Linked DNA regions of Mus musculus: all the other regions are linked to region 2. The links are chromatin contacts, called in public HiChIP or PLAC-seq and promoter capture Hi-C maps. All regions are on one chromosome and are shown on one strand. Each heading gives the region's core, a stretch centred on a gene start, on an enhancer-like site or on the middle of the called end of the contact. The rest is flanking DNA. Distances are from core to core; before and after follow the strand shown. Region 1 holds the start of Ido1 (indoleamine 2,3-dioxygenase 1). Region 2 holds the start of Sfrp1 (secreted frizzled-related protein 1). Region 3 holds the start of Tcim (transcriptional and immune response regulator). Region 4 holds the start of 9130214F15Rik (a long non-coding RNA gene). Region 5 holds the start of Adam9 (a disintegrin and metallopeptidase domain 9 (meltrin gamma)). Region 6 has its middle 22 kb from the start of 9130214F15Rik.

Evidence for each region. Promoter capture Hi-C pulls out the DNA fragments that hold promoters and counts their contacts. HiChIP or PLAC-seq counts read pairs in DNA pulled down with a chosen protein or histone mark.
Region 1: a promoter capture Hi-C map of hippocampal neurons shows a contact between it and region 2, with 4 times the contacts expected there. The contact joins the promoter of Ido1 here to the promoter of Sfrp1 in region 2. A contact is called at or near these places in 8 of 39 promoter capture datasets (the 3T3-L1 cell line, embryonic stem cells, frontonasal cranial neural crest and 3 more), 1 of 115 datasets of contacts at active chromatin or transcription factors (astrocytes) and 1 of 9 other capture datasets (liver).
Region 3: a promoter capture Hi-C map of embryonic stem cells shows a contact between it and region 2, with 4 times the contacts expected there. The contact joins the promoter of Tcim here to the promoter of Sfrp1 in region 2. A contact is called at or near these places in 15 of 39 promoter capture datasets (the 3T3-L1 cell line, the C10 cell line, the HPC-7 cell line and 9 more), 6 of 115 datasets of contacts at active chromatin or transcription factors (astrocytes, differentiating embryonic stem cells, embryonic forebrain and 2 more) and 1 of 9 other capture datasets (embryonic stem cells).
Region 4: an H3K4me3 HiChIP or PLAC-seq map of stem cell-derived neural progenitor cells shows a contact between it and region 2, with 7 times the contacts expected there. The contact joins the promoter of 9130214F15Rik here to the promoter of Sfrp1 in region 2. A contact is called at or near these places in 2 of 39 promoter capture datasets (hippocampal neurons and liver) and 1 of 115 datasets of contacts at active chromatin or transcription factors (stem cell-derived neural progenitor cells).
Region 5: an H3K4me3 HiChIP or PLAC-seq map of embryonic midbrain shows a contact between it and region 2, with 8 times the contacts expected there. The contact joins the promoter of Adam9 here to the promoter of Sfrp1 in region 2. A contact is called at or near these places in 1 of 39 promoter capture datasets (neural stem cells) and 3 of 115 datasets of contacts at active chromatin or transcription factors (astrocytes, embryonic midbrain and embryonic stem cells).
Region 6: an H3K4me3 HiChIP or PLAC-seq map of forebrain shows a contact between it and region 2, with 19 times the contacts expected there. The contact joins the enhancer-like site here to the promoter of Sfrp1 in region 2. A contact is called at or near these places in 1 of 39 promoter capture datasets (hippocampal neurons), 1 of 15 datasets of contacts at CTCF or cohesin (pro-B cells), 2 of 484 Hi-C or Micro-C datasets (cortical neurons and embryonic fibroblasts) and 4 of 115 datasets of contacts at active chromatin or transcription factors (astrocytes, embryonic forebrain, forebrain and 1 more).

The regions. Positions count from the first base shown.
Region 1 is chr8:24,594,479-24,599,543 of GRCm38.p6, forward strand. It overlaps Ido1 (indoleamine 2,3-dioxygenase 1), which reads right to left and starts at 2,474. Exons shown (of 10, transcript NM_008324.2): 1 at 2,363-2,474. The coding sequence starts at 2,461. It overlaps Gm51565 (a long non-coding RNA gene), which reads left to right and starts at 1,133. Exons shown (of 2, transcript XR_003947523.1): 1 at 1,133-1,542; 2 at 2,165-2,966.
Region 2 is chr8:23,408,220-23,412,911 of GRCm38.p6, forward strand. It overlaps Sfrp1 (secreted frizzled-related protein 1), which reads left to right and starts at 3,283. Exons shown (of 3, transcript NM_013834.3): 1 at 3,283-4,109. The coding sequence starts at 3,566.
Region 3 is chr8:24,437,659-24,442,157 of GRCm38.p6, forward strand. Tcim (transcriptional and immune response regulator) reads right to left here and starts at 1,288. Exons shown (of 1, transcript NM_026931.3): 1 at 1-1,288. The coding sequence starts at 1,238. The coding sequence ends at 918.
Region 4 is chr8:24,500,677-24,505,208 of GRCm38.p6, forward strand. 9130214F15Rik (a long non-coding RNA gene) reads left to right here and starts at 2,399. Exons shown (of 4, transcript XR_378815.4): 1 at 2,399-2,514.
Region 5 is chr8:25,014,847-25,019,823 of GRCm38.p6, forward strand. Adam9 (a disintegrin and metallopeptidase domain 9 (meltrin gamma)) reads right to left here and starts at 2,076. Exons shown (of 22, transcript NM_001270996.1): 1 at 1,839-2,076. The coding sequence starts at 1,935. Tm2d2 (TM2 domain containing 2) reads left to right here and starts at 2,365. Exons shown (of 4, transcript NM_027194.3): 1 at 2,365-2,746; 2 at 3,220-3,307. The coding sequence starts at 2,523.
Region 6 is chr8:24,523,120-24,528,001 of GRCm38.p6, forward strand. No RefSeq gene overlaps it. Among named protein-coding and RNA genes, the nearest start is that of 9130214F15Rik, 22 kb to the left of the region's middle. Within about 2 kb of position 2,067, at least 35 of the 459 cell types and tissues checked have an H3K27ac peak or open chromatin away from gene starts, as enhancers often do. A contact at or near this core is called in cortical neurons and forebrain, where this site is marked.

The DNA of each region.
Region 1 (5,065 bases), core at 1,224-3,723, 1.2 Mb after region 2:
TGGCTTTGGCTTTTTAAAATGTGACTTCTTGGTATTGGATTAATATTCTCTTACATGCATAACACTGACTGAGCCATCTTTCTAACTTGTAGCCATTTTTTCCCTATCACAATTTTAGACAGACTTATTCTTACCATAAATCTTAGCAACTTTAACAGATATGTATATGTATGTGTATATATTAGAGAATGGTCACCTTGTCACGTAAAAGAGACACTCAATGGGTCTTGGGCTCCTCTGACACATAGTGTGCATGTGCTTTGGGGATTTTAAGTAAGGTACAAGTTGCGTGAACATAGGCACCCCAATACTGGGAGCATGGGTCTAGGACCTAGGGTGCTGCAGGAGGGAGTGCCGGGCAGTGGTGGCACACGCCTTTAACCCCAGCACTTGGGAGGCAGAGGCAGGAGGATTTCTGAGTTCGAGGCCAGCCTGGTCTACCTGGTCTACGGAGTGAGTTCCAGGACAGCCAGGACTATACAGAGAAACCCTGTCTCGAAAAACCAAAACCAAAAAAAAAAAAAGAAAGAAAGAAAGAAAGAAAGAAAGAAAGAAAGAAAGAAAGAAAGAAAGAAAGAAAAAAGCGAAGCTATTGATGCCGGAGGGGACTGCTATATAGGTGGTGTCTACTTCCTCTACCATACGTAACTTCAGCCCCACCCCAAATGAAAAAGAAATCCAAATAAAGGTATCTCCTGAATCTCATATTTACTATCACATGACACAAATAAATACTACATAGATGCAGGCAATGTCCCCAGATGAACTCCAGAACTTGGAACCACACCCAGTGCTGTCCTAATGTCCCACCCCTAGGGCTGCTTCCTGTTAGAGCAGTGTTTCTCAACCTGTGGGTCGTGACCCCTTTGAGGCTGCATTCTTTTTGGGACTACCTAAGACCATCGGAAAACACAGATACTTACATTACAATTCAAAACAGTAGCAAAATTACAGTTGTGACGTAGCAACGAAAATAATTTTACCGTCCGGGGTCATCACAACATGAGGAACTTTAGAAAAGGTTTCAGCATTAAGAAGGTTGAGAACTGCAGCGCTAAACCCTGAGGTGGTCAGTTCCACATTCGTGACCGGATACACGAAAACCTCAAAACCAGGCACGCCAGGGCACCCAAAGATGCAGGCGCCAGGACACTTGTAGCAAGGATATCAGGCTTGGTGCCCAAAGACGGGAGAGCCTGAGGCTGCATGCTAAACTGTAGTCCCGCCCCAAGCAGCAAGCCACTGGATTGGATGGGAGCTGCGCAGGATGCTCCTCGTGAGCACTGCGGGGTGCATGCTTCAGATCGCTCCCGGCTGGGCGAGCTGATACAGGCTCGCTGCTACCCTTAATTCTGCAGTGTACCCGTGCCTCGCCTTCCCGGGAACTGCCTTGGTTTTCCATATCTGATCCCAGTCTCTAGCCCACTGCCCCTAGATCTGTGCCTTCCTGGCTCCATGGCTCTTTGCGTCTGGGTCCTAGAGTCACCCGAGCTCAAAACGTGCGACTGACTACTTACTCTGTTCGGGTCTTAGTGAGACTAGGTGAGCATGGGGCACCTCTAAACGAGTATTTTGCTTCTTTGCTATTTTCCGTAAGTGTTGATAATGAAGATGTGAATGATAAATTGGTATGCGTGGCGTTTTTGCAGTCCAATTTAATGACATAATTTTTGTTTGTTCAGTGCGTTCTCAGCTTTTGTTTTATTTAAGACTGTCTGGCCTTGAATTTGAGGCTATGCCCCTGCCTCTGACTCCTGGGTGATGGAACTATAGTTGTTTCCCACTGTACCTGGTTGAGACACGAGGCATTTCCCCCACATGCACCGCACTTGGATTCCAAAACTTGCACAAAAGCACAATCAAGGTTGTTCATACCTTCCTTTGGATTATGCTTGGCAAACCACAAGCATTATTAGTATGAAACAAAAGTTGCTTGATCTATCATCTCATATACTGAAATCAGTGAGGAGCACAGATCGATCCATTTGATAAGGTTCAGAAGAGAAATGTTTCTATGGCTCTGGGCATTTGAATGTTGCTGTTTCAGGACACCGTGCTGGAAAAGTCATTGTGACAAACTGGCTTCCCTTCTATGAGCCCGTTTCCTTCACGAAACTAAAAAGACTTCTCATGTGCCCCTTCCCTCACCACTTCACATTTCCAGGTTAAGAAAGTAAGGGCTGGATTTTGAGGAAGAAGAAGAAGAAGAAACACTGAAGAGCAGCCAGGCTCCCTTTTTGTAAGTGGGCTCTGAATTTGACATCACTCATTCGCTTAAGAGAACCTGAGACAGAGCTGCTTACTTAGAAATTCATCTGTCGAGATAAATAATGAGGACAAAGCAGATTTTCACTTTTCTTACCAGTGGATGTGGTAGAGCAAAGCCCACATCTTCATCTATGTGGTGGTCTTCAAGGATCCTTCTAGAACCTTCTGTAGGAGATATTTTACTGAGTGCCATTGCTGTCTACTCCACTGACCCCCCACTTGGCCACTGAAGGAATGTCCCAGCATCTCTTATAGGGTTTAGCCAAACCCCACAGCTGACACGTAATACTCGGGGAGAAGTGGCTTCCACCTGGGACAGTTTCATTTTCTGTTTTATGTATTTGCAATTTGATAAACAACCAAACCACAAAGGATCTCTCTTCGTCATATGAAGAAACTAAACATTTGTGTTTCTTATCAGATTTATCCCATAAGGACATCAACTGTTGGCTCTGATGGCCTCAGCTTCCCAGTGCCAATTATGGTGACCGAGTGCACACTCAGGCCTCGGCCCTGGAAACCACCCCATCAGTGGTTTGGGTGGCCACCTGTTACCCCAGCAGGAGGATTGGGTGTTCAAGCCACAAAGTGCCCAACTCACATGACAAGAACCATGAGGACAGGTGACCAGGAGAATGCATTTTGCTTTAGAAAACGTTCAGAGTTTGGGTTTAAAATAAAGACAGCCGAACTAGCAATAGCTGTCCGTTATTGGCTTTCACACGAGGGAACTTATGTCCTGTTTTAAATGTCAGTGTTTTGTCTCTCCAGCTCTGAAACACAACCTGGGACACACAGGAGAGTCAGCCTCAGAAGTAGCACAGAGGGGGATCATCACCAGACCCTTCCCCCTAGTTTTCTTCCCTAGGTTCTTGTCTGTGCTAAGGCTAATGGAGGGTTCACTTCTTCACATGATTTGTAAGCCATATCTTGGAAGGTGGTCCACCTTTCCTACTCTATCTGGCTGCCAGGGACCGACTCCTGACAAGCTCTCAGCCCTGCCCACCTGGAGATTCTCTAATGTGTTCAAAAGTAAAGAGCAGCGTCAAATAACTAAAAACATTCCTTGCAATACAAAATTGAGACTCTGGTAAAGGTGTACAGAGAACTCCTAAGTTTATGTCCACTTTGATGAAATGGATTTTGGGTTTGTTGTTGTTTTGTTTTGTATGGGTTTTTAATTAATTAATTAATTAATTAATTAATTTTAAGAAAGTGCCTCGCCAATTTGTAAAACACATGAAACTGAAGAAGAACGAAGACCAAAGTGTGGACACTTTGCCCCTTCTTAGAATTGGAAACAATCACCCATAAAAGGAGTTACAGAGACAAAGTTTGGAGGTGAGACAAAAGGATGGACCATCTAGAGACTGCCATATCCAGGGATCCATCCCATAATTAGTCTCCAAACGATGACACCATTGCATACACTAGCAAGCATTTGCTGAAAGGACCCTGATATAGCTGTCTCTTGTGAGACTAGGCCGGGGCCTAGCAAACACATAAGTGGATGCTCACAGTCAGCTATTGGATGGATCACAGGGCTCCCAATGGATGAGCTAGAGAAAGTATCCAAGGAGCTAAAGAGATCTGCAACCCTGTAGGTGCAACAACATTATGAACTAACCAGTACCCCGGAGCTCTTGACTTTAGCTGCATATGTATCAAAAGATGGCCTAGTCAGCCATCACTGGAAAGAGAGGCCCATTGGACAGGCAAACTTTATATGCCCCAGTACAGGGGAACGCCAGGGCCAAAAAGTGGTAATGGGTGGGTAGGGGAGTGGGGGGGAGGGTGTGGGGGACTGTTGGGATAGCATTGGAAATGTAATTGAGGAAAATACGTAATAAAATATATATATTTTTATATATATATAAAAGAAAGTGTCTCGCTCTGTAGAGCCATGACTTGTTCTTGTGAAATACCGAACCAAACCAGAAACCACATCATCCCTTTTGATGACCAGAAAGGGTTAAAAAAATCGTATAGCACATTAAAAGACAATGTGCAGGCTTATCAAACAGACCATTAGCTCTTGAAGCAAATTAATGAACCATGGCTCTGGAACAGGTCTAGAGCAGCTCTGACATTGTTAGTTTATGATGGCTTTTCTTTGAACAGTCAGGTTTCCAAGAATATGTGCTCCTTATAAAAAACAATGGCAGGGAAAATCGAAACCAAAAATAACCCAGCAGAGAGGGTGCAATGAGTCAAGCCTTTGTAAACTGAGTGACAGATGGGGCTGATTGATTTGGAACCAAGTGAAAAGTGGGGCCGTAAAGTTTTATTGTATCCTCAAAGGATGACATAGGGCAAGGCATGTACATGGGGTCCTGTCTTTTCTACTAGAAAGCAAAGATTCTAACACAACAAAGACAAGTGAAAAATGTGCTCTTTCTAAACACGGGAAAGAAGTTCTAGAAGATTCTGACTTGGGTAAAATCTCAGGAGCAGCTCCAAAGAGCCATGTTCGTAAAGCCAGTTGCAGCCTGCTTACCCAGGTGCCTCCAGACCACCTATGATGTCACACATACATGCTTTAGATACTTCGTCCTGTTTTACGTCACATCCTCCAAGACCTGCCCCTTTTCGTACATCTGAAACTACAGTCTTCCTATCCTGTCTTCTTGGTTTCTGAAACTACGTTGTTCTCAGCGCTTTGCCTGCTGAGTGTTGCTGATACCTGGTTCCTGGAGAACATCTCAATCCCGTGCTCTCGTACACGGTCCCCTTCTTGCTCTTGACCTCTTCCCCGTGACCTCATCGTGAGCTAGAAAGCTTTCTCTGTCTTGCACAG
Region 2 (4,692 bases), core at 2,033-4,532:
GAAAACCGTAACTAAGACAATGACCACTGAGCTAAGTAACAGTAGTAGGTTCCCTTTTAGAACCTCTGACCTCCCTGTCATGGTCTTCTCATAGGTTCACAGAACCAGGCTTGACTAAACCTTTAAGATTATTTCCAGACTTTCCTACATACACCGAGGGACAAGTCAGTTGGTAAAGGAGTCAGGAGATTCAAAGTTACTCACTCACTCAAAGGTAGACTAGGGAAGTCTGTCTCAGGACATAGTCCCGTGTTTCATGGTATCTCACAGTGAGTACTGTGTAAAGGCATTCATATATGATTGGAAGTGTACCTCATATCATCCTGGATAGTGATAATTCAATATTTTTTTGGGGGGGAGCAGGGTTTCACTGTGTAGTCCTGGCTGGCCTCAACCTTATAGGGATCTGTCTGTCTTTGCTTTCTGTGTTCTGGTGCCACTAGGCAGACTGAGTGTTCACACCCTGTGCTTTATAAGTAGCAGAGCGGCTGGTCACAAGCAGCTGAATGAACATGTATAGTTTTGTATGGCAACAGGCTATTGTCCAGAGATACGGGGTGTGCATGTTGGGGGCATGACTGAGGCCATATAATATGTTTCCCAACTTAAAGGCTCACATTTCCAGAGAGGATAAAAGTTAATGGAATGGAAGATGAGCCACAGCCCAGGGAGCACCCTCCTCTCCTAGTTTTAAGTTCTCTGTGTGGAAGGCACTGGGAGGCTTCTCCGTGATCCCGATCTCCTGTCAACTTCAAGACCAGTGGATGTCCCCTTAAGCCGTGGTGAAGCAATGGAAAAGTCCTTTCCAATTTTCATGTATGGGCACCTCACTGTGTGGGAAAACCCAGAGCTTTCCCAAGGTGAGAAATGAAAGGCAGGGTACAAAGCTATACTCTGTTCCTGCTCACCTAAACTGTTAGGGCTGGAAGAAGCCAGGGCATTCTCCTGGTCCACAGTTCCGAAACTCTGAAGCCAAGGCTTCTGGGAGCGGCTCTAGGACAACAGCATTTTAAACACCCTTTGTTCTAGAATTTTCTCCCGGGCATATACTATCAGAGAAGGGGAGATTAGAGTTTAAAGTATGAGAGATCTGCTGACCTGAAAACTAGGGAGTAGGCGCAGACTGCCTTGGCTGACACTGTGCTGTAGTGTGGTCTACAGGGACATTCTCCATCTCAATGCGATGGACATCCATCAGTGGGATCAAGACTCAGAGGCCTCCCTTCCCAGCTGGACCTTAGGAGTCAGAAATACACAACTACTAACATTCCTTACCCAACATGATAGCTGTGCCCATAGCTTAGCCCCAGAGGGCAAAGCATAGTTGTGACCACGGGGGGGGGGGGGGGACGACGACGACGACTACGACATCTAAGTCAACAATGCTGACTGGACATAGGTTAGTTCTTCCTAGAATGGATTGATGAAGACCTCCAAAGCCACCAGAGGTGGATTCACTTGCACTCATTCCCAGCAGGGTAACAGAGGATAGACCCACATCCTTCTATTTGGGAGAACTGTACACAGGTGAGTGAGGGGTGAGTGGGTTAAATCTTGAGACTACGTTAAAGTAGAGGGCAAAGGCTGTTTATCTACCAACATGAATATTTCCAGTGAAGACGCGAACTTGGAAAGAATTTGAACTCAGAAAGAGGATCTGGTCTGGGGAGAGTACCAGGACCCTCTAGCAAGCAGTTCCAGCCCTGACTGCCACTGAATTGAGACACAGTTGCCTAGTCTCCTGCCCTCTGTGCTGGCTGAAGAATGTGATTCCTTAGCTCCTCGGGGAGGAGAGCACTGCGGGCTGTTTCTTGATTAACCCTTGGCCATCCACAGTCTTGCTCCGCATGGACTTTCTCCCTTACCCAAATGTGCCTGTTTGGTTTGGGCATCTTTCATCAGCCTAGGAAGGACAGGCATGTTGACCGCCTGCTGCAGCTGCTTCCCGCAGTAGAGTCACAGCATCAGCGTGTGTATGATTGCTTTAAGAAGGGATCCCCGCATCTTTGCAAGTTCCGGAGCTTTTACTCGGAAAGGAGAAATTGGGTCTATTGAGTGGAAAGCAAGACTCCCCAGAGCTTTATAAACCAGCCGCCTGGGCCAGCGGCATCTCCCACTGTGTTGGGCTTTGCAACTAGGAGTGGCGACCCATTTGCCACCCAGTACCGCAACACACTGCATCCTCTGCTGCCCCTCCACCCACTATGAAGAACACAGAATGAGGTGATCCAGAGAACTTCTCCGGCTGCTTGTGCGGTCTCCTCTCTACTCTAGATCCCACCCCTAGCTCTCTGAATGTAAGGGGAGTATTTGGAACACTCAAGCAATTCCCAGGAAGTGAGTAGTGGGTGTGTGTGGTCAGGGGTGGGGGAGGCTAGAGGACGACTTAGTTATTCTTTCTTGCCTGGCTTCTGCCTTATGCGGGAGGGGGTGACACACCTTTGGTTTTTGACCTCTGAATTAGCATGTGTATCTTGAGTTGGTATCCACCCACCCAGTACTGCTGGTATTTTTAGTGCTTTGGCTTTCTAATCCACAAACGCGTCTGTGTGTGTGTGTGTGTGTGTGTGTGTGTGTGTGTGTAAGTTTGTGCACATATGTGTTGTCTGCAGAGCTGAGACTTGAGTAGGGTCTTAAAAACATCGTTTAAAAACGTCAACTGTCCTTGGGAGCTAATACCCACATGATCAGTGCTCTTCTCCGCAGTGAGCCCCTTTCCCGTTCTACCTTCGGTCACCTGGAACACAGCCACAAACACCACCTTCTCTTAGTCTTTGCAAAAGCCCAGACTCCCCGGGAATTTAAAAGAGCTCCCTAAATTCAGCCTGCCCATCCGAGCAGCTGGGAAGCAGCTAAGATTAAAACCGTGGAGCGAAGGGCTGCTGGTCTGTTGCGTTGTTCCTTGGAACTAGGAAAAGAAGTAGAAAAAAGTCTTCACAACTGCATCAATTTGCAAGTATTATGAAGAGTCCTTTTTTTTTTTTTTAAACAAACCGACTCACTCTAATTACAGCGTCCAACTCCGACTCCACCCACCCCGCACTTCTAACTACTCTCTCCCTTTTGCTTTTGCCTCCTTCGAAAGTACTTGCTTAGTTTTTGGTTTTGCTTTTTAAGGGGTGTTGACCTGGGTCTAGTTCTAGTAAACCGATCCTTCTGGCCGGCGCGGCGATTGGTTAACTGCGCGGCTGACTGACGCGGTGTGGAGAGCGGCTCCCGGCAGCGCGGAGCTGATTGGCTGCGCGCGGGGAGATCCAGGGCTCGGCCACCCGCACACCGCGCATTCGAGCTGCAGCGTCGCAAGTAGGTGCAGCAGCCCGCAGCCCGCCGCGCCTCTGCGAGCCGGGACAGCACTCGGCCCCGCGCGCTCCCCGCCCCGCGCCAGCCCCGCCGCGGCGACCTGCTGCAGCGGAGGACCCCATCGATCGGAGACCCGGGGAGCAGCGCGCAGCCGCCGAGCCGGACGGGGCCCGGCACTGCGCCTTTGTCCCCGGAGGCTCCGGGAAGTTTGCAGCGGGACGCGCGCGTGAAGGCAGCGTGGGCAGCCCCGACGTCGCCGAGCAACATGGGCGTCGGGCGCAGCGCGCGGGGTCGCGGCGGGGCCGCCTCGGGAGTGCTGCTGGCGTTGGCCGCCGCTCTGCTGGCCGCGGGTTCGGCCAGCGAGTACGACTACGTGAGCTTCCAGTCCGACATCGGCTCGTATCAGAGCGGGCGCTTCTACACCAAGCCCCCGCAGTGCGTGGACATCCCGGTGGACCTGAGGCTGTGCCACAACGTGGGCTACAAGAAGATGGTGCTGCCCAACCTGCTGGAGCACGAGACCATGGCAGAGGTGAAGCAGCAGGCCAGCAGCTGGGTGCCGCTGCTCAACAAGAACTGCCACATGGGCACCCAGGTCTTCCTCTGTTCGCTCTTCGCGCCCGTCTGTCTGGACCGGCCCATCTACCCGTGTCGCTGGCTCTGCGAGGCCGTGCGCGACTCGTGCGAGCCGGTCATGCAGTTCTTCGGCTTCTACTGGCCCGAGATGCTCAAATGTGACAAGTTCCCCGAGGGCGACGTCTGCATCGCCATGACCCCGCCCAATACCACGGAAGCCTCTAAGCCCCAAGGTAAGGGTATGCCTTCCCACGCCCGCGAACCCCCGCGCCCATCCGCACTGGCCCAGGGCTGTAGAGGGGGAAAGCTCAGGAGCCGCGCACCGCAACCCGCAAGGTGTGCAGACCCGATCCCTAAAGCTTCTGGGAGGCCCAGGCATCGCTTGGCGCTTCTCCCGCTCCAGGTACTCCCTGATGGCTGGTGAGCCTCGGCCGTGGGGGGGGGGGGGTTGGGGGGGGCGAGGGGAGACCTGGAGCTGCTCTTCCTAAGCTCCAGTCTGGCGTTTTCCATACCTGAAAGAAAGCAAAGCTTAGGTTTTAAATAAAAGGACGTCTATCTCTTCAGAGAGAGTGCGGTGTCCTGTTCCAAAACTGTTAACATCCGAGACAGACACTGCTCCCTTGGAAAACCACTCGCTCAAACTACAACAACAAACAAACAACCCCAAACGTAAGACGGAGGGATTTATTTTCATAAGTTTGTAATTTTTTTCTCTAAAAACAAAACCATCAACAAGAAATCCTCTTTGCTCAGCTTATCTTCCAGTCGTGTTGCAGATCTGGAAGAGGAAAGAAGTTTAGAAAGCGCAACTTCTCT
Region 3 (4,499 bases), core at 38-2,537, 1.0 Mb after region 2:
ATAATAAATAATTTTAAAAAACCCACAGCATCCTTCTAAAATCCCCCATATTCATTTCCTAATGCTTACTACAGTGTCTGGAGGACATTTAATTAGATTAGATTTTAGCATTAGTCAGAGAGTTTTAAAAAGCACATTCGAAAGTTGTTCACAGTCCTTCGGATTTATGAAGGGCCCCATTATTTCAGCTTTGTGCAAACCATTTTGAAGTGTGTACAAATCCTGTAGAAACATAGCCCATGCTGTGGGGTTTTACTGGGCTGGGCCAGGCATCCAGTTCTTTGACTTTAACAGCAGGGGGTGCACTGTCTTAGCCATTGTATTCAATGCAAGCAGACAATTACTGATCTCTAAAAATCTTGACCAATAAACAGCACGGAGATTTAGCCACATTTTTAAACATTCAGATTTAAAAAAAAAAACACACAAAACTTCAGTAAACCACTTATGCTTCATATTCCTTCTCTTCCCTCCCTCCCCACTTCAATATTTAAAAAAAGAAAAAAGGAAGAAAAGAAAAAAGAAAACAAAATAATAAACCGAACAACAAGAACAAAAACCAAGTTAGGTTTGAGTTTAGTCTTAGGGCCTTGCCAACGGCCCTGGGTGCGTGCACTCAGTCCCCACAAACGCAGTGTTCTGGTCAGTGCCTCCATCCTCTCAGGCTATGTCCTTTCCTGCTGTGAGAGTTCTCAACGCCTGCTGAAGGCACTTGGCTCCCAGTGGGACAGCTCAGGGCTGCAATGAGTTGCAAGTCTGTGTAGCTGGTGAGTTATGTATGTCCCTTTCCATCCTCGGGGTCCTGTCGGAGGAAGCTCTCAAGCCTTTTCGCGGGACACTGCCCGTGCCAGAGCTGGCAGGCTCACTGGGTCTTTAAAGGTCCATTGGTGGATACGCTCTTGCCCAGCCTGCTGTGCTCAGTGTACCTTGATGGAATATTTCCGCAGTTTGAGAAACTGAAGAAGCTTGTCTTTTGTCCTCTTCTTCAGGGCCATGAGGGCTCGAGTTTTCTCCTCCAAATCTTGGTCGATGGCAAAAATGATCTTGGCCCGCTCCTCTGCCTTCTTGTCTCCGGAGTTCCTGAAGAGCCTCTGCAGGGACTCCTGGTCTATGTTCTCAAAGATGTTGCCCACAGCTTTCTTGCGAGCGGCTGTGTCGAAGTGGTAGCCGTGGATGGACGGGCTTACTCGAAGAGACGAGGACATGCTGGTGGCTTGATGGCTTGGCTTGGCTTTCATCGATGTGGGTCTTCCACGGCTCAGCTTGGGCACTTCCAGGGGAGTCTGTTGTAAAAATCGTCCCAGGACGGCTATTTAAAGGGTGAACAAAGCTCGGGACTCAAATTACACTGGTGACGTCACATTGATCCCAGGGAGGAAAAAACCACAGAACATTAACAGTTGCCTTGCCAAAGATCTGGCTCCGGATGCTAGAATGCATTTCAAAGCTTGTTTAGAGATAGCTGGCTACAAGCTTGCCTCTTTACACCTCAGACGGCATTGTGCCTTACAAACTGGCTCTTCCTTCCAGAAGCCGAAATCAGGAGAGAGAGAGAAAAGAAAAGGCTCCAAATCTTTGCCTACGATTGAAACAAGGAGTTCTGCCAAGCTCAACAGAGTTTCAATTAGTACAAAAGTTTTAAAGTGTGGGCCAGACCCTGGCAGCCTAGGTCTGTGTGCCTTTTGCCTGTCCCTATCAGGGTGAGGGTGAGGAAGTCAGAAGAAAAAAAAAAATGCTTGGGAGGACAGGAAGTCTGACTCTGGAGCTAAAGTTTACTGACATGGCTCAGCCCGAAAGCACAAATCTCAAACTGTACCTGAGTGCTGTATGTAATTTCTGCTGGGAACTGCAATTTAAACAGTAATAGCGGCAGATGGTAGCTCCCCAGCTTGTGTAAGTATTGACAGCAACAACTATTCAAAAGCAAGGAGCAAAGGTTAATGGTGGTGCTGTGGGTACTTAATGCCCACAAGGAATGAGCTGATCTTTTGTTTTGAGGGCTACTTTGGAGTCACTCAGCATTATCAGAATGCTGCTATCTTCATTACACGCTTTTAATCTATTACTTTTGCTATCCACAAGACTCAGATACGTACAGCTGTTCTATGCTAAATGTCACCTTCCTCTGACCTAGAGATTCCTCTTTATGATTCAAATCTCTACTCTCCTTTCTGGTCCTCCAAGAAACTAGAATGGACTTTTAATGTTATTTCACTTATAGTCAAGAAAATCACACACCTATAACCCCATCTGTCTTAGAAGGCTGAGGCAGGCTAGCAAGCTGCAGGACAGACTGAACTACACAGGAATGAATGCCCTGTCTCAGAATTAAATTAAATGAATAAAATAGAAATAAAATCATTTATTTTACCTTAATAAAGTTTATGTCTCACTAGGAGAAAGGAGTGAGACATTTTTGCATATGTCAAAACCTTTTGCATTTTTCAAAACCTTTTGTTTTGAAGGCTACTTTGGAATCACTCAGCATAATCAGAATGATGCTATCTTCAACTTTTAATTTATTACTTGAAGATATGACTATTATGTGAAATTACAGTGTCTTCCTATTACCTGAAAGAAATGTTCACTGTGGATAAGTATGCGCCAGAGTTGCTCAAGCACATAACGGGCAGGGAACTTCTACAAAATCCCAGGAGATGTCCAAGCCAGAGGGCCCCAGCTCAACTGTCACCCTCATCACCGACGACTGTAGTGGCCGTCACCCAGGAGATACAGATAGCTCAGGGGAGGGGCAAGTTAGTTGGGAGACCTTCAATATGAGCTGGTAAGATCCTAGCTGTTCTAGCAATGGGGGGTCTAGTGCACTTGTGAGCATCTGTGGTGTTGGCTGAGATCATCTTCTTCCAATGCCTATTTCCTACCCTTTGCGGGCAGGGATGCTTTCTGAAGATTCACCTCCTCCCAAGCTGAGCCCGTTCAACTCTGTCCTCTCACCAGAGCTGAGACCGCTTATCCTGCATTCTCTACCCTGGCAACACTCTCTACCCAGCACCCAGGGCATTGTTCTTGGGGCCACCCCAATAACTTTTTGAATTTAAAAAAAAATTTAAAGAATGACTTATTTTATGCATATGAATACACTGTAGCTGTCTTCAGACACACCAGAAGAGGGCATCAGATCCCATTATAGATGGTTTATAGATGGTTGTGAGCCACCATGTGGTTGCTGGGAATTGAACTCAGGTCCTCTGGAAGAGCAGTCAGTGCTCTTAACCACTGAGCCGTCTCTCCAGCCCTATTTGTTTTTATTTTATGAGCATTTGGTGTTTACCAATTTTACCTGCTTGTGCGTCTTTGTGATGGTATTAGATCCCCTAGAACAGGAGGTATAGACAGTGATGAGCTGCCTCATGGATGCTGGGAATTGAACCCGGGTCCTCCAGAAGAGCAGGCAGTGGTCTTAACCACTGAGCCATGCCTCCAGCCCCTGGATTCTTTGATAATTTTGTACATGGATATAACATAGTTTGGTCGTTTTCACTCTCCTGTTCCCTCTTACACCCATGTCCCACTCTCGCTGAATTCTTTATTCTTCCCACTAAGTGCCCTCTCTTAACCATGTCTTGTATTTTACTTTTTCATGTTTTACTTTTATTTTATAATGACTCACTGAGTTTATTTAGTGTCACATGCACGAATATGAACAGGGTTTTGTTGTTTTGTTTGTTTGTTTGCTGTTTGTTTTACCAGAGCACAGACAATTTACCAGTTACTCCCACCACTGAAGAATATTACTCTCTCTCCCCAGCAACTCATTACTGGCACTTGCTTCCCAGAGAAGGGCTGGGGCTTCGTGATCCTCACCTCTATCCATATGGAATGTTAACTGGCTTAATCGTCTGCAGGTGACCACAGCTGTTGAGAATTAATGAATCCAACCATTGAGCCATGCCCTGAAGACAGCATTTGACAGTACTCATCCCCATTTTCTGGCTCTTGTGTCTTTCCCTCCTCCGCATCTGTGATGCTCTCTGAGTCTTTTGAGACTGAAACACATTCCCCACTTGGAGAGGAGCATGCAACCGTCCTTATTCTCTGTGCCTTGCCCAGTCTTGACTCTCTGCAAACAGAAGCTTCTCTGGTGAGAGCTTATTCTCTGAGTCTAGCAATAACCTATGAGCATAAAAATAAATGCCAAGAAGGCAGTTTGACACCATATCCATTTAGCAAAAGAGTAGTAGGTTTCTACCTAGAGCCTATAACATCCACAGTCTTTGGCTTTTGACCATGTTTACACACCATGCATGAATCCCACCCTGGGATAGTGCCTCGGATCCTGTAAGAAGGTGATTGGATCACACCCATCACAGTCATGCATAGTAACAGGATTGATCTGAATGTGAGCTACTGTGGTACCTGATGGCTTGTGCTCCATCACGTCACCCACTGAGAGTATACAGATGTGAGTTGAGAATCGTGAGGTGTAGAGATTCATCCTATGGTAGGAGGGGGTCCACGGAATGACAAGTCTTTATAAG
Region 4 (4,532 bases), core at 1,149-3,648, 1.1 Mb after region 2:
AGTCCATGATGGCAGGGAAGGCACAGTGACTACAGTGTAAGACAACTGCTCATCCGCAGTCAGGAAGCAGAGAGGGATGAACGACAGTGCCCGTCTAGACTCATCTTTCCTCTTTCTATTTACCCAGAGTCCTCAGCCATTAGATGGTAGCACCTAGATCCAGAGTGGGTCTTCTCTCCTCCTGTGAAGCTCTTTGTAAACACCCTCATTGGCCTCCTCTAAGACATGACTCTTAGACCACTTCAAGTTCAGTCAAGTCGCTAGTGGAGCTTAAATGAATCACATTTGCTGTCTCGTGCCTTTGACAGAGAATTCACTGGAATGGACCAAGCTTTTGTGAAAAAGACTGAATCTGAAGATGCAGTGAAGATTTACGGTGCATTGGGGAAAACAGAAAGACGGTTAAGACTACAACCTAGAACAGCACTTAATGCACAAGGCCCTGGGTCCAATCCCCCAACCCCCTTCCCCAAATGAAAACTCATATAAGCCATGCTCCCCCTGCCACATCTCCCGATGACAACAACTTCCTGTGTCTTGACCAGTGGCTATGTATTCGTCACTTTCCATGTGCAGTACATTTATTTATATGTATGTCAGAGTAAGTGTCTTAGTCAGGGTTTCTGTTCCTGCACAAAGCATCATGATCAAGAAGCAAGTTGGGGAGGAAAGGGTTTATTCAGCTTACACTTCCATACTGCTGTTCATCACCAAAGGAAGTCAGGACTGGAACTCAAGCAGGGCAGGAAGCAGGAGCTGATGCAGAGGCCAAGGAGGGATGTTACTTACTGGCTCCTTCCCCTGGCTTGCTCAGCTTTCTCTTTTGTAGAACTCAAGACTGCCAGCCCAGAGATCACCCACAGGGGCCCTTCCACCCTTGATCACTAATTGAGAAAATGCCTTACAGCTGGATCTCACGGAGGCATTTCCTCAAGGGAGGCTCCTTTCTCTGTGATAACTCCATCTTGGGTCAAGTTGACACACAAAACCCAGTCAGTACTGTGAGAAGCATAGGTTTTGGATTTACCCCATAGCTGTCGTTAATTTCTGCATTATTTATTTCCATACGCAAGCTGTTGTTCTTTTGACCACTGTGATATCCTTTACCTGGCTTCTTTATCAGAGTAGCATGCATCTCTATGTCCCATGCCACCTCTAGCTCAGCCAGTCTGACCCTTAAGAATCTCTAAACAGTGTGACCTGGAGGTAGCGCTTGCTGGCCCCCTACCATAGTTTGTCCTTGAGACAAGTCCTGGAAAAGACTATCATTTCCTGATTCTGAGACTCCACCTCTTAGAGAGTGTGGAACACAACAAAACTGAATTAGTTTTGTTTTCTTTTTTTCAGGCCAAGGTCTTGCTCTATGTCATGCGTCTTCCATTAATTCTATTTCCAATAATAATAATAATAATAATAATAATAATAATACTGTTTTATGTACCGAACCCTTTTACATGTTAAGCAGTTGGTGTGTGATTGATTCATGAGCTTCTACTGTCCATGTCTGACAAGTGAGTGGGAGAGAGAAAGAGAGAGAGAGAAAGAGAAAGAGAGAGAGTCATAGCTTCTTCCTACCTCTAAAGGTGACTGAACGTTTGGTCTGTGGGTCACATGATTGGCTTTTAATGCAGAACAATCTGACACAACACTGACCCTTGATGTTTAATACTCTTTAGTCTCTAGATCATGGTGCAGAAGTCCCCACGCCATGCTACATGCCAAAGAGATGTAAAAAGGTTTAGCCCTCTATGATACAACCTGTGCACCCCTGATGCAAAAAGAAGTCAGGGCCTCCTGGGGAGGGGAGGTGACTGAACTTGCCTTTTGGTCCGAGTCTGAAGCTATGATCCCAGGAATTCCACCCCTAGAGGGGCTACACCTCATTTTAGACTCCTCCCCTTGTCCACTGGAAACTACTGAGGGAGACAGGTGACATTTACTGCCTCTGCTGACATGTGTCCCCGCTTGTGTACAGGAGCCTTGGTTTTAGGGCTTTTCAGAACCCATGTCACAGAATTTACCTGTCCTGAAACCAAAAACTCACCGGTGTGAAGAATCACAGAGCTGAGTCCCTCAGGGGCACTTCCCAAATGCAAGCATCTGGAAGAAGGGTACCACATCCCTGAGAGCTTTCTACATAGAGGAGAGACCAGCCACTCTCTAAGGACCTGTCAACTCCTGAATCGTTCTTGTCACCCATACCTGAAGGTGTGATTTTGATTTTTTTTTCCCGCCCCCAAGTTTGAAATCTGAACGGTCAAGTGGCCAAATGCCTTTGTTTTGAGAGGTGACTTCTCTGTGTGGTCCGATGCCCGCTCACCAGGCTTCTCCCCTCAGAGACTGAGAGGAATTGCACCGTCCCTCTGGGCAACCATCCTGGCTGGAGGGCTGGCTCTCCTTAGGTAATGCAGTTTGTGTTTTGTCAGTCAAGTTGGAGGACAAGTAGCAGCTGGGATCGCGCCTCACTCTGCAGAAGATGGAAGACGTGAGGAGGAATGCGCAGTTACATTTCCGGTAAAATAGAGAAGAGACTGCAGAGAGATGGGTAAGGGAGGGGGGTGGGGGTGGGAGCAGGAGGGGGAGGGGTGTTTGTTTAAGAAAGCTGAAGCTGAACACATGGAGCAGCCACAAAGGCAAGGATGGGAGATGATCTCACAGTTCAGTGGTCGGCCTCTGCCTCTGCATCCAAAGCCGAGAGGCTTGGGTAGTCTATGAGGCATTTTTTTTTTTTTTTTGAACTGTGCAGCCCTGAGATGAGGCCATGACCTCAGGTCACAGAGTCAGCCATTGCCTGTCGACAGGGCAATGCCATTCCCTTGGAGGCCCAAGTATTTCTAAATAGCATAGTAGTTGTCTAGAAAATGAACAGTCCCCATTTTTCACAGGGCTTAAGTTTTCATGTATTGCACATTACATTATTTTCATTTAGTTTGTTTTCTAAGTTTGTTTGTTTGTTTTAATTGCTGTTTTGCACAGGACCTCACTATGTAACCCAAGCCGGCTTTGAGCTCACTAGTCTTTTCATCTTTCTGCCCCAGTCTCCCAAGTGCTAAGAGTACTGGCGTTCTCCATCACACCCAGCCGGTGTAAATTACACTTAATCAACACATCCCAATTGTTTATATTCACGTGATTCAGTGTGGCATTTGCATACATGTTAGACAGTGTGCACTACTGAAGTCCAACCTCCTTTTAACCATCTCTCCCAATCTCTACTAACTACTGTGCTATATTTAGGCTGAGATTTTTTTTTAACTTCCGAATATGAGAGAGAACACGTTGATATTTGTCTCTCTGAAAGTGGCTAGCTTTTCTTAACGCGCCGGCGTCCTCTGGTCCCATCCATTTTGCATGGGAGTGACAAGATTTCATTCTTTGTGGCTGAATAAAACACCACCGTGTCCCTATAACATTTTCTTTATCCATCTGGGTGGGAGTGGGAGTCTTAATGCCAGAGCAATATACTCAGCAGATGCCTAAGATAGTACAGCTCACCGTATATATTTCTGCAGTTCTTCAAAATCCTTTAGAACTCTGCTTTGTCACTACCCGCTCTGGGTAGCTTTTCTTGTCCTGTGTCTAGATAATGGCCCCGTGTGTGTTTCTCGACAGCCCTGTCTTTCCTGTACGGCATTTGATAGACTTCATTAAACCGGCCTGCATGGCGATTGTTTGCTTATATTCCCCTCAAGAGTTGCTGCCACTTGCTGAAAAGGGGCTACGCCAGCTCTCCTATACAGCTTGGCACAAAGCCTGACTTAACTAAGGCATTTAATGACAGTGAATGGGTAAATAAAACAGTTCATAACAACACTTGGGCTTACGTAAATATCTGCACCTTCTTCATCGGCCTCCTAAAACCTCCGTGAAGGAGGCCGGGCAGCTCTTAAAGCTTTCAGCTGTGGACGTTCACATCTAGAAGCCTTAAGACCACACTGAGGCGAAGGGGTCTGGTGTGAGGCTGCCCGATGTCCGGTGTTCCTACTGCAGAATTACCTGCCTAGCCATTCTTCCTTCCTAAGTGACCTTTCCTATGTCTCTCTACATGTGGCTGTACCTGTTTCCTTCTGCTGACAGGGGATCCTCAGAGGTTCCTCAGAGCATTGTAGCAACCATCTTCGCGGCCATGGAAGTTTCCACATGGCTGAAATTTCTCACCCCTCCCCCCAAAGTCTACTTTACCCTGTTCCTTTGTGCAAATTTTTCTTCAGGATCACAGAAAGTTGTTCTCTACATACAGGTACAGGTACAGGTACAACCTAAAAGTGTGTGTCAGCTGAGGTACGATTCGAGTCTGTCCTGGTTAGGATATGACATGCTACCTATAGCTTTGTGGGCTAGGGGCTTGTTTGCTGGCTGATCAATCCTGGAAGGATTAGTCCTTTAATGAATCCATTTGTCTGAGGTCATCACTGGGAGGTGAGGAACAGTAGGAGAGGGTGTGTCCTTCTGGCTCTGAGGCAGCATTTGCTCAAGGTCCTTCCTCCACTCCCTGGACTTGGCTTTCCAGTTGTCATCATGTGAGCTGTCCC
Region 5 (4,977 bases), core at 826-3,325, 1.6 Mb after region 2:
ACAACAGTTTAAAATCCTCCTCACACCAGCTTAGCTCCCAACATGGCTAATGGGAGGATGTCCCAGTTCATGCTTTAAACATCCTGTATTCCAAAAACTCAGCTGATTTTGGAAGATCATTCACTTCAGGAAATTTGAGTTGACTCACAGCCCCACCGCCAACACCTCAAAACCTGGCTCCGCCTCGCTCTCTCCACTCTCCTAGAGTCCAACCCCCATAGTGTATTAACCTATTAACCAACACTCTGATGGTCACACTCCTTAGAAATCTTCATGCCCCAAACCAACCTACAGGGTGACTGTGACTCCCTAGCTTAGCACAGGTCTCATCCGTGGTGCCAGTCCACCTGGCTTTCCCTCCCAGGATCTCTTTCCACAAGCTACCTAACCACACATTAACACTCTCACCCTTTTCCAACAAGTTGTTTTCTTTTATAACCACTTACTCTTGGAGGGGGTAAAAATAAAGCTCCTTATGTTTATAATGGATCCCTCCACTCTTTTTAAGTTGAAATTCTCTCACCCTTTTAGCTCAGTTCAAAAATCACACTTTCAAAAAAGGAAAAAAAAAAACCACACACACACACACACACACACACAACACCAAAAAACAAAAAACAAAAACAAACAAACAAAAAAAAAAAAACCCTTCAGCATCTCTCCTATATCTTAGTCCACATGGTCACCCTTTAGATCCTCCAAAAGCATCAGGAATGGGTTTCCTTCCTGATGAAGGCTGGATAGATTTCCAAAGCGAATACTCATGCCTATGTGAGCAGCTGGCCCATTGCAGCAGCAACTGAAGAACACAAGGATATTCCATTCATTTTTATGCCCATGTGTAACAACAAACATATACATGTACTAAAAATATAATCTGGTTTTTGCTGGCAAACACAAGAAGTTAGAGATTATTAAAATTTCAGTTCCTTTCATAGCGATATTGTTAACTAGAACAGCACGTTTCATCAGACACGTCCTGGAAGCATCCCATTGAAAATTTGTCAGTATTTATAAACTCCAGGAGGACGCTAACTTAATTAAAAAGGAGAAAGCCAAAGACAAGAAGCTGTAATTAGTTTCGTGAAGGTCAGCGGTCCTGAACTCAAATCTACACTCATCACCTTTGAAGGCAACAATTTTGTAAAGCCTTCTATTGTCCATAGTGTTCCCGGAGCTCAAAGAGATAACTAAGCCATGCAAACACTAATTTAATACAAAGGATGAAATAAATAACTTATTTCCAGGAAAAAAAGAACCTAGTGTGTTCCCATTCAGTTTCATCATCCACAATATAAATATCTTACATATTTACGGGAAGTTTCACAATTCAGATGTGCTGGCGAACAGTAATTTAATTCTTTCCGATAATCCCCTGGGTTAAACAGAGCAGAGATTCTTTGTCCAGATTTAGATAGATTGAACTACAGGCTCTAGAAACGTAGCGTTTCGTTGATTTTATTATTTTAAGTATCCTTACTAACAAAAAAAAAAAAAAAAAAAAAAAAAAAAACGGCCCAAGGAAAACCCGCCCTCTTCTCCATCGGGATCCCTGTGGACCTACTGCTGAGTCGTCCAAGACGGCGAACGTCAAACCCCAAATCCTGATAGACTGAAGCAAAAGTTCCATCTCCCAGCCCAGAGCTGGTGACAGCCACTCCACCCGCAAAGCACTCGCTGCAGCCCGGGAGTAGCGAGCGCACCGCCACAGTGCAGCCGGCCGCCGGCCACCGGGCTCCGGGTCAGCGCTGACAGGGGAGCCGGAGCCCAGGGTCCGCCTCGCAGCCCTCACCACCCAGCACTCACTCCCCACAGCACGGTTCCCGTCCGGCACCCACCTGGTCGCCCGGCCTCGAGGACTGGGCCCAGCAAGCCACACGCCAGCAGCCACCTTAGTCGCAGAGAGGCAAGGGGCGAGAGCGCGCGCGGCCCCATAGCGAGGGCTTCGGCAGGTTCCGCTCAACGCGCGGCCGCCGCCTCCGCCCCTTCGGTCATCCTTGCAACCCCGCGGGGGCCCCCGGGCTGGCGGGGCGCTCGCCCTCGGCGAGCACGCGCGCGGCACTGACGCAGCAACCCCCCCCCCCCCAAAAACCCCGCCCCTTTCCCGATCCCGCGGCCAGAGGCTGACGTAGGGAAAATACAGTCTGGCCAACCCACCGGCGGCCGCCGCCGCCGCCGCTCCAGTTCGCGCCCGGCTGTTCCGCCCCTCCGCCCGCTCAGCGGAGACTAGAGAAGGTAGGAGGGGCTGGAGGGCGGGGCTAAGGGAAGCTCCACCCTCCCTCCGCTCCGTGCAGCAGTGAAGGGTCTACTGGAGGGCGGAGCGAAGCCAGGCCACACCTTTCCCCTGGCCGTTTCTGATTGGCCGTAGTGGCAGGCGGAGCGTCGAGCTGCGCACGGGTTGGCTGTGGAACGGAGGGTTGCGTACCCGACGTAGAGAGAGGCCTGACAGCGCCGGGCTCCGGTGGGCCGTGGCGGCCTGGCTTTGTTTTTAGGCCAGGTCTCTAGGACCGGCCCCCGGGAAGATGGTGCTGGGCGGCTGCCCTGTGAGTTACCTATTGCTGTGCGGCCAGGCGGCCCTGCTATTGGGGAACCTGCTGCTGCTGCACTGTGTTTCTCGGAGCCACTCGTTTAATGCTACGGCCGAACTGGATCTCACACCCTCGGGCGCCGCTCACCTCGAGGGTCCCGCGGCCTCAAGCTGGGAATACAGCGACCCCAACTCGCCAGTCATCCTTTGCTCTTACCTGTAAGCTGCCGGGACGTGGCGGGCGGACCTAGAGGGGGATCGGGCCAGGGATAGCTGTTGGTTGTGGGAGCGGAAGGCTGCTTCCACCTCGGGGAGGTGATTCCGGGACTGGTGCCTCTCAATTGCCCTGCCACAGAAAGCAATTAAACTGTGTGTTAGTGGTAGATACTGGGAAGGAGTAATGTAGGCTACAGAACCCTTCCACTTCCTGCACCCTTTCTGCTGCCTTGGTTACAGGATGAGTTCAAGGCCAACCAGCCAGCCTGGGTAACTTGTCTCAAATTTAAAAAAAAAAGAAAGAAAGAAAATTCAAGGGCTGGAAATGTAGCTCAAAGGTAGATAGCACCTCTAGCGTATCCAGTTCCCAGTACAGAAGGAGGAACAGATATTAAAAGAGGAACGAAAATAGCATTGCGTGCGGACACAGAAGCAATCGGCAAAAGGCACTGATGAAAAATCTTACTGATTTGCAGACCCGACGAGTTCGTAGACTGTGATGCCCCAGTGGATCACGTTGGAAATGCAACTGCCTCCCAGGAGCTTGGTTATGGTTGTCTCAAGGTGAGGATTTTGTTCTTTGTACAGGCACCTTCGTGGGAAGCATGGCCGGGTGCTGTTAAAGAATTACAGAAGGGCATACAGACAGACTTGATTTTTTTTTTTTTTTTTTACAACTTCATCCGTATAACTGTCGCTGGAAACATGACAAAGGTTTTAACGGCTGAAGAGCACATTTGCTTTCCTCAGGAACCAACCATGCCTGTGCCCAAGCCACCCAAGTGCAAAGACCAACCTGTATTGCTTCCTTTGACTGTTGAAACTAACAAATTAAAGCCAAGACATCGACTGTACTTTCAAAGCAAGGCTTTTCTTAACAGAGCAGCAGCAACAACAGCAAAGCCATGCACTTTGTAAAGCTGGTGCTGAACTGGCCTTTCTTGGTTACACACGCACTTGGAGCAAGTTCCTCATGCAGGTGACAGCCGGCCTGCACCATATCCGTTGGAAGTAGCTAGAGTCTGTCAGTTATGATTTTATTTGAGGATAAAACATTCCAGAGAAGCCAGTAGTATAGCCTTAAAGTGAGTGCATCTAACTTGGTCTCTCAAAACCCAATGAAGTTTGGTTTGGTTTGGTTTGGTTTGGTTTGGTTTGAGTTTTGTTGTGCTGGTAGGTTGGTTGTTTGTCTGTCTGTCTGTGAAAAGGTCTCACTACAGCCCAAGCTAGCCTTAAAACCAGGTTCCTCTTGCTTGAGCCTTCTAGCGCTAAGATACAGGTCTGCATCACTGTGCCTAGCACTAAGATACAGGTCTGCATCACTGTGCCTAGCACTAAGATACAGGTCTGCATCACTGTGCCTAGCACTAAGATACAGGTCTGCATCACTGTGCCTAGCACTAAGATACAGGTCTGCATCACTGGGCCTAGCACTAAGATACAGGTCTGCATCACTGTGCCTAGCACTAAGATACAGGTCTGCATCACTGTGCCTAGCACTAAGATACAGGTCTGCATCACTGTGCCTAGCACTAAGATACAGGTCTGCATCACTGTGCCTAGCGCTAAGATACAGGTCTGCATCACTGTGCCTAGCGCTAAGATACAGGTCTGCATCACTGTGCCTAGCGCTAAGATACAGGTCTGCATCACTGTGCCTAGCACTAAGATACAGGTCTGCATCACTGTGCCTAGCACTAAGATACAGGTCTGCATCACTGTGCCTAGCACTAAGATACAGGTCTGCATCACTGTGCCTAGCACTAAGATACAGGTCTGCATCACTGTGCCTAGCACTAAGATACAGGTCTGCATCACTGTGCCTAGCACTAAGATACAGGTCTGTATCACTGTGCCTAGCACTAAGATACAGGTCTGCATCACTGTGCCTAGCACTAAGATACAGGTCTGCATCACTGGGCCCAGCTCATACTTAAGGAATTTATGTTACCACCTTAGCACTGTAGACTCGACACTATATTATAATGCAGGGTTGAGTTGTGAGAAAACATTTTTGCCACCTCAGACACAAACGAATAGGCTTTGTAACACCACAACCAAGAGGACAGCTCTTAAAGTAAAGAGATATTTTAAATACACTGAAATTTTGCCCTCTAGGTAATTGGTAAAAGTCTGACTGGCATTCCATAACGGTAACTTAGTTGTGACTATTTTAATTAAAAGCTGAATGTATCGACACAAGATTCAAACTCTGCCTCAGCCAGGGTCCTCAA
Region 6 (4,882 bases), core at 817-3,316, 1.1 Mb after region 2:
CACGTGATAGGCCAGGCGTCCTGGTGCAGCTGGTGCAATGCTGCACCTGGGAATGGGGCACCTGGTTATAAGGTGACGGGGGCAGGGGAGGCTGGAGGGTAGAGGTGTATCCCCAGAGTACATGGCCAGCCAGCCTAGCAGAACTATGTTCCATGAGAGACCCTGTCTCAAAAATGAAAGTGGAAAGTAATTGAAGAAGACACTCAAGGAAAACCTAGCCTTCACACTCACATGAACATACACACACACACACACACACACACACGCACAGGCACATGCACAGGTATGCATGCACACGCACACACACACGCACGCACGCACGCACGCACGCACACACGCACGCACGCACACATACACCTATACCACAAAATAAATGTAAATAAACAGGTATGATGGGATACACTTGTAAAGCTGGTACCAGAAAGGCAGGAACAGCAGAAATCACTGGCTGGCCTGCCTGGCCTAATTGCTGAGCTCCAGATGAGACCCTGCTGAAAGAAAGAAAGAAAGAAAGAAAGAAAGAGAGAGAGAGAGAGAGAGAGAGAGAGAGAGAGAGAGAGAAAGAGAGAGAGAGAAAGAAAGGTGGACGATCCTCAGGAGTGATGTCTGAGACTGGCCTCTGGCCTCCACAAGCACCTACGGGAGAGCACACTCACTGGCATGCATGCGCCCCCACATACACTCACATACATAATTGATATAATCTGGAACATGACATAGGGTGGAACAGCCTTCCGGGGTGGCCAGGGCAGAAATTAGTGTCAGAAAAACACTGAGAGAGAGACTGAGAGAGAGAGAGAGAGAGAGAGAGAGAGAGAGAGAGAGAAGGCAATCAGCTCTGCCTTCCCAGACCGTAGGATCCCAGACTGCAGCCTTTCTTGCTGACAGCCTTGGGAGTGTGGAAACACAGGGCCTTCTCCACTCTATAATGCCTTATGATTAAGAAGGAAGCTTTCCTTCCAGGCCCTTAACAGTGAGTAACAATCCCTAGCAACCATAACAACACAGCAACCAGTTACACTACACTCTGCACACATAAGCTGATAGGGGTTTGTGACAGACAGCGTATCCTGCTGTGTCTCCATCCTGACGGCCTGAAGCTGCTCCCCTGCTCCCCACACTCCCAGGGCTCCAACTATGTTCAGCGGAGGAACCGGGACTCAGAGCGTGGTGGGTGTCACAGACAGGGAGGCTGGTGTGAATGTGTCCAGTGGGCTTTACACGGTCCACCTGCAGACACGAATCTGAAGTCGACTTTGGCCCTGTGGCAGTACGGCGGCAACAGTGTGTAGTCTGGACAAGCTATTTTACTGGTTTCCTCACACACACACACACACACACACACACACACACACACACACACACACATGTGCACGTGCAGTTTATATTCTTTTATGTGTACTTGGTATTTTATGAGAAGGTTGGGCTTTGTGGTAATGAACAATCAGGGAGACCAATTGATTGTTGCCCTGATCAATTGATTATTGCCTTGATCAATCAATGCTTTGGACCCATCCTGAGCTGCAGTGGGGTTCAGGACACTCTTAGGGGGAAAGGCTTGGCACACACTGAGTTTTCCATAGTAGGAGGGCACATGTCCCACCAAGGGAAACACGGCTGGGATAAGGGAAAGCAAGAGAAAGATACTTCATTTCCATGGTGCTATCTGCCTTTTTTTCTCCTGTATTTTTTAAGACAGAACCCCAACTAATTGCTCTCTAAGCCTGGCAGCCATGTGGCTTCTCCCGTGTACCTGACCTTCCGTGTGATCTCCCCAAAGCTTGCTCCTGTTGCTGAATTCCTAATTTGTCTCCATTTAAGCTTCCTGGACAGATAACACTGATCGTGGAGACAAGGAGAGCGTCTCTCCTGTTAAAATAAATCTATCAGGGTTTTCCTTTATCATATCTATTGTACATCATTATCATTATTAACTTCAGCTTTTACAAATAAACTGCCGTTTGCTCTTGAGCCCAGAGAGAGCCATCTGTGCTGATTTAATGTGGTTCTGGCTGAAGGCATCACCTGGGGTGAAATAACTTCTCAAGGTCTTCCCAGGGCCCCTGTGGAGAAAAGAAAGACTTCCAAAAATATGCATATTTCCGCCTGAGACAAGCAAACACAGAATCCGCGCCTTTGAGCGTGCCGTAAAGATTTGTAGGTTGCTACTGCCCTCTTGTGGTCAATAGCCAGATCTGCAAGCAAAAACTAAGCAATCAAAAGCCATTAGGGTTAGAGTTGGGGTCAGAGTGCAAAGGGATGTTGGCATATAAATTCTGCACAGTTACAAAGCAGCAGCATAGAAAATTATTCCAGTAAGTCATATGACATCCACCATGACCCAAGTCCACATTTAAATCAAAATTCTCAGATCATATACTGGGAGTTGAGCTCAGTCAGTCTTCCTAGGACTCAGAGATGAGCAGGAGACACAGATGCGGTCCGCCCCTGCCTCAGTGTCCTCTGCACTCATCTCTATTCTGTTGCATGCAGGGGCTGCCCCATTGACCCTGCCCCCACGCTCGCTGGATCAGTACCAACTGCACAGTCAGAAAAGAACCCAGGAAGTGGACTCTAAACCCCAGGAGCTTGACACCAGTCTAGCTAAGAATTCCAATCTCCCACACTCCAGAGCACAATCTAGACACTGCTGGCTGTGGGGTAACCTGGGCTCCCCAGACAATCAGGGTGTCCGAGCCAGCTTGTTGGGTCTTTCTTTTGTCGGTAGGCTAATGCCCTAAGTTTTTTCCCAGCAAAGGGTTAAAGAAAGAGTCTACAGGCTCAAACTGTGGGTTAAAAGTGACTAGTGAATATTATATATATTATCCACATGCATGGATCCTTGTCACCCTTTGCAGCCAAGCATTGGTGTTGACAGCAGTGACTTGTGGTACCCAGCAGTGCCCCATGAATTGTCCCCAGAGGGAGATGACAACAGCCTGCCACTGCAGTGCATGACGATCCTGGCCTTTCCCTCTGTGCTGTGCTGAGACACAGTGAAGTTCATCGTTCACATTGTGACTGTGGTGATTTACATCTTTCTTTTTTTCCCTCTGTGTTTAAGTAACTGAAATGCCAGCAGGCACGTGTGGATGTATTTTATTTGTATGTTTGATTAGTCACACTATTAATGACTACTGTCTGTGTTAGTTGACAGATGAGACTTAAAAAAAAGTATTTGTATGAGAGAAATCATATCAATGGATGATAAAGTAACAAGTATGTATATAATTAATAAGTAATTTTGGAGTCATTTTGCTAGAAAAGGCTGTGTGCCTCGTTGGCTCTAAGGGAAAGTCTTTGGTGCAAGATTCCTGACACAATCAAAAGCTGTCCCCATCTCTAATGTTGGTTAGGCTTGGGGTCAGAGTGTACAGGGATGTTGGCATGTAAAGTCTACACACACTTCACAGTTACAAAGCAGGGTAGCCCAGAGAGAGGATTCCAGCCCAGGGGGAAGAGAGGTGACACGGGCTCTAAACAAGCTACCTCACAGAGCACATATTACCCGCAGGTACCTGTCTGTAAGAGGGATAAAGCCATGTGAGCGACTAAAGGTAACGTGGAATAGGGTTGGCGTGCTGGCTCTGCAGCTGCCACGAAAGCCCACGGCCCCAAAGATTTGTGAGTTTATAAAGCAAATGACTTTGCAAAAAAAATTCATTTATTTTTTTTTTGATGATGCTTACACTCAAGAAAGCAGTTTTTAATGTTCCTAAGAAGCAGATGCTAAGCTGCAGGCACTAAGCAGCAATTGCTCTCAGAAAGCCGTAAAGCCCGACTTCTTTATTATCTTTACTGTTAAATGAGCAGAGCAAGAGACAAGCGTCTCCTCCATTAGCAAAGTAAATACAACATCTGTGCAGGGGTAGAGTCAGGACCGACCTCCTCCTCCTCCTCCTCCGCACAAGGCTCGGCACGGGGCTCGTTGTCTGGGAGCAATAATTGACTAGCAGGTACTGAGCGTTGTATCTCAGATCTAAAAATTGAGTCAGATCTGGACTATAATGTTGAAATCCTACCCCCTTTTTGTTTTTCCTTCTTCTTTCTTCCTTCTCCTTCCTCCCATGCTTCCTTGCTCTTTTCTTTCTCCCTCCCTCCCTCCCACCCCCTTTTCTTTCTGGAGGATCTTTAATTTAATACTTATTTGGAAAAAATGAATGACGATTGTCAAATGAACCGGAGAAGACTCCTTTGGGCCTCGATTTGGACTCTCTGCCTTCACTTCACACCGGGAAAGCTGAGAACGTTGTGTCCCTCTCAGAGGCCAGCCCAGGGGTCAAGGCAGACCAGCGCCGCTGAGCACCTTCGTGGCCCATAGGTTGACTGCTTTAATGGTTTTGTTGTTTGGCCATTAAAATCGTATTGAATCTTTACTGCTCTTCTTACAAATAACCAAAACTAATTCTAGCTGTACGTGGACAGAAACTTTAAAGGAACCAGTGTCTTCCTGTTTCCTACATTGGTGGCAGAGGCAACTTGTGCTAAGAGGGTCTTGTGCAAACAGCTTTGACCTTTGGAAGGCTAGCCCTGTCTCCACAGACAAGAACTGACATCAGCATCCTCCGAAAACAAAGTTTATAGCTTTGTTAAGAGACTGTATGCTCAGGACTGGGGTGCAGCCTAGCATTTGCCAAAAATGCTTGATGCCCTGGTGTCTGCAAGGGTTTTAATGACTTAAAAACAACTACCAAACAAAGGCTGAGGGGGAAGAGGGTGGAGAGAGATCTCAGCAATTAAGAGCACTTGCTGCTTTTGCAGAAGACCCAAGTTTGGTTCCCAGCACACAAGTTTGATGCCCTCTTGTGGCCTCTGATCACCAGCACACACACAGACAAACGGACACACAGACGTACGCACAAACTAAAAATGACATAACTAA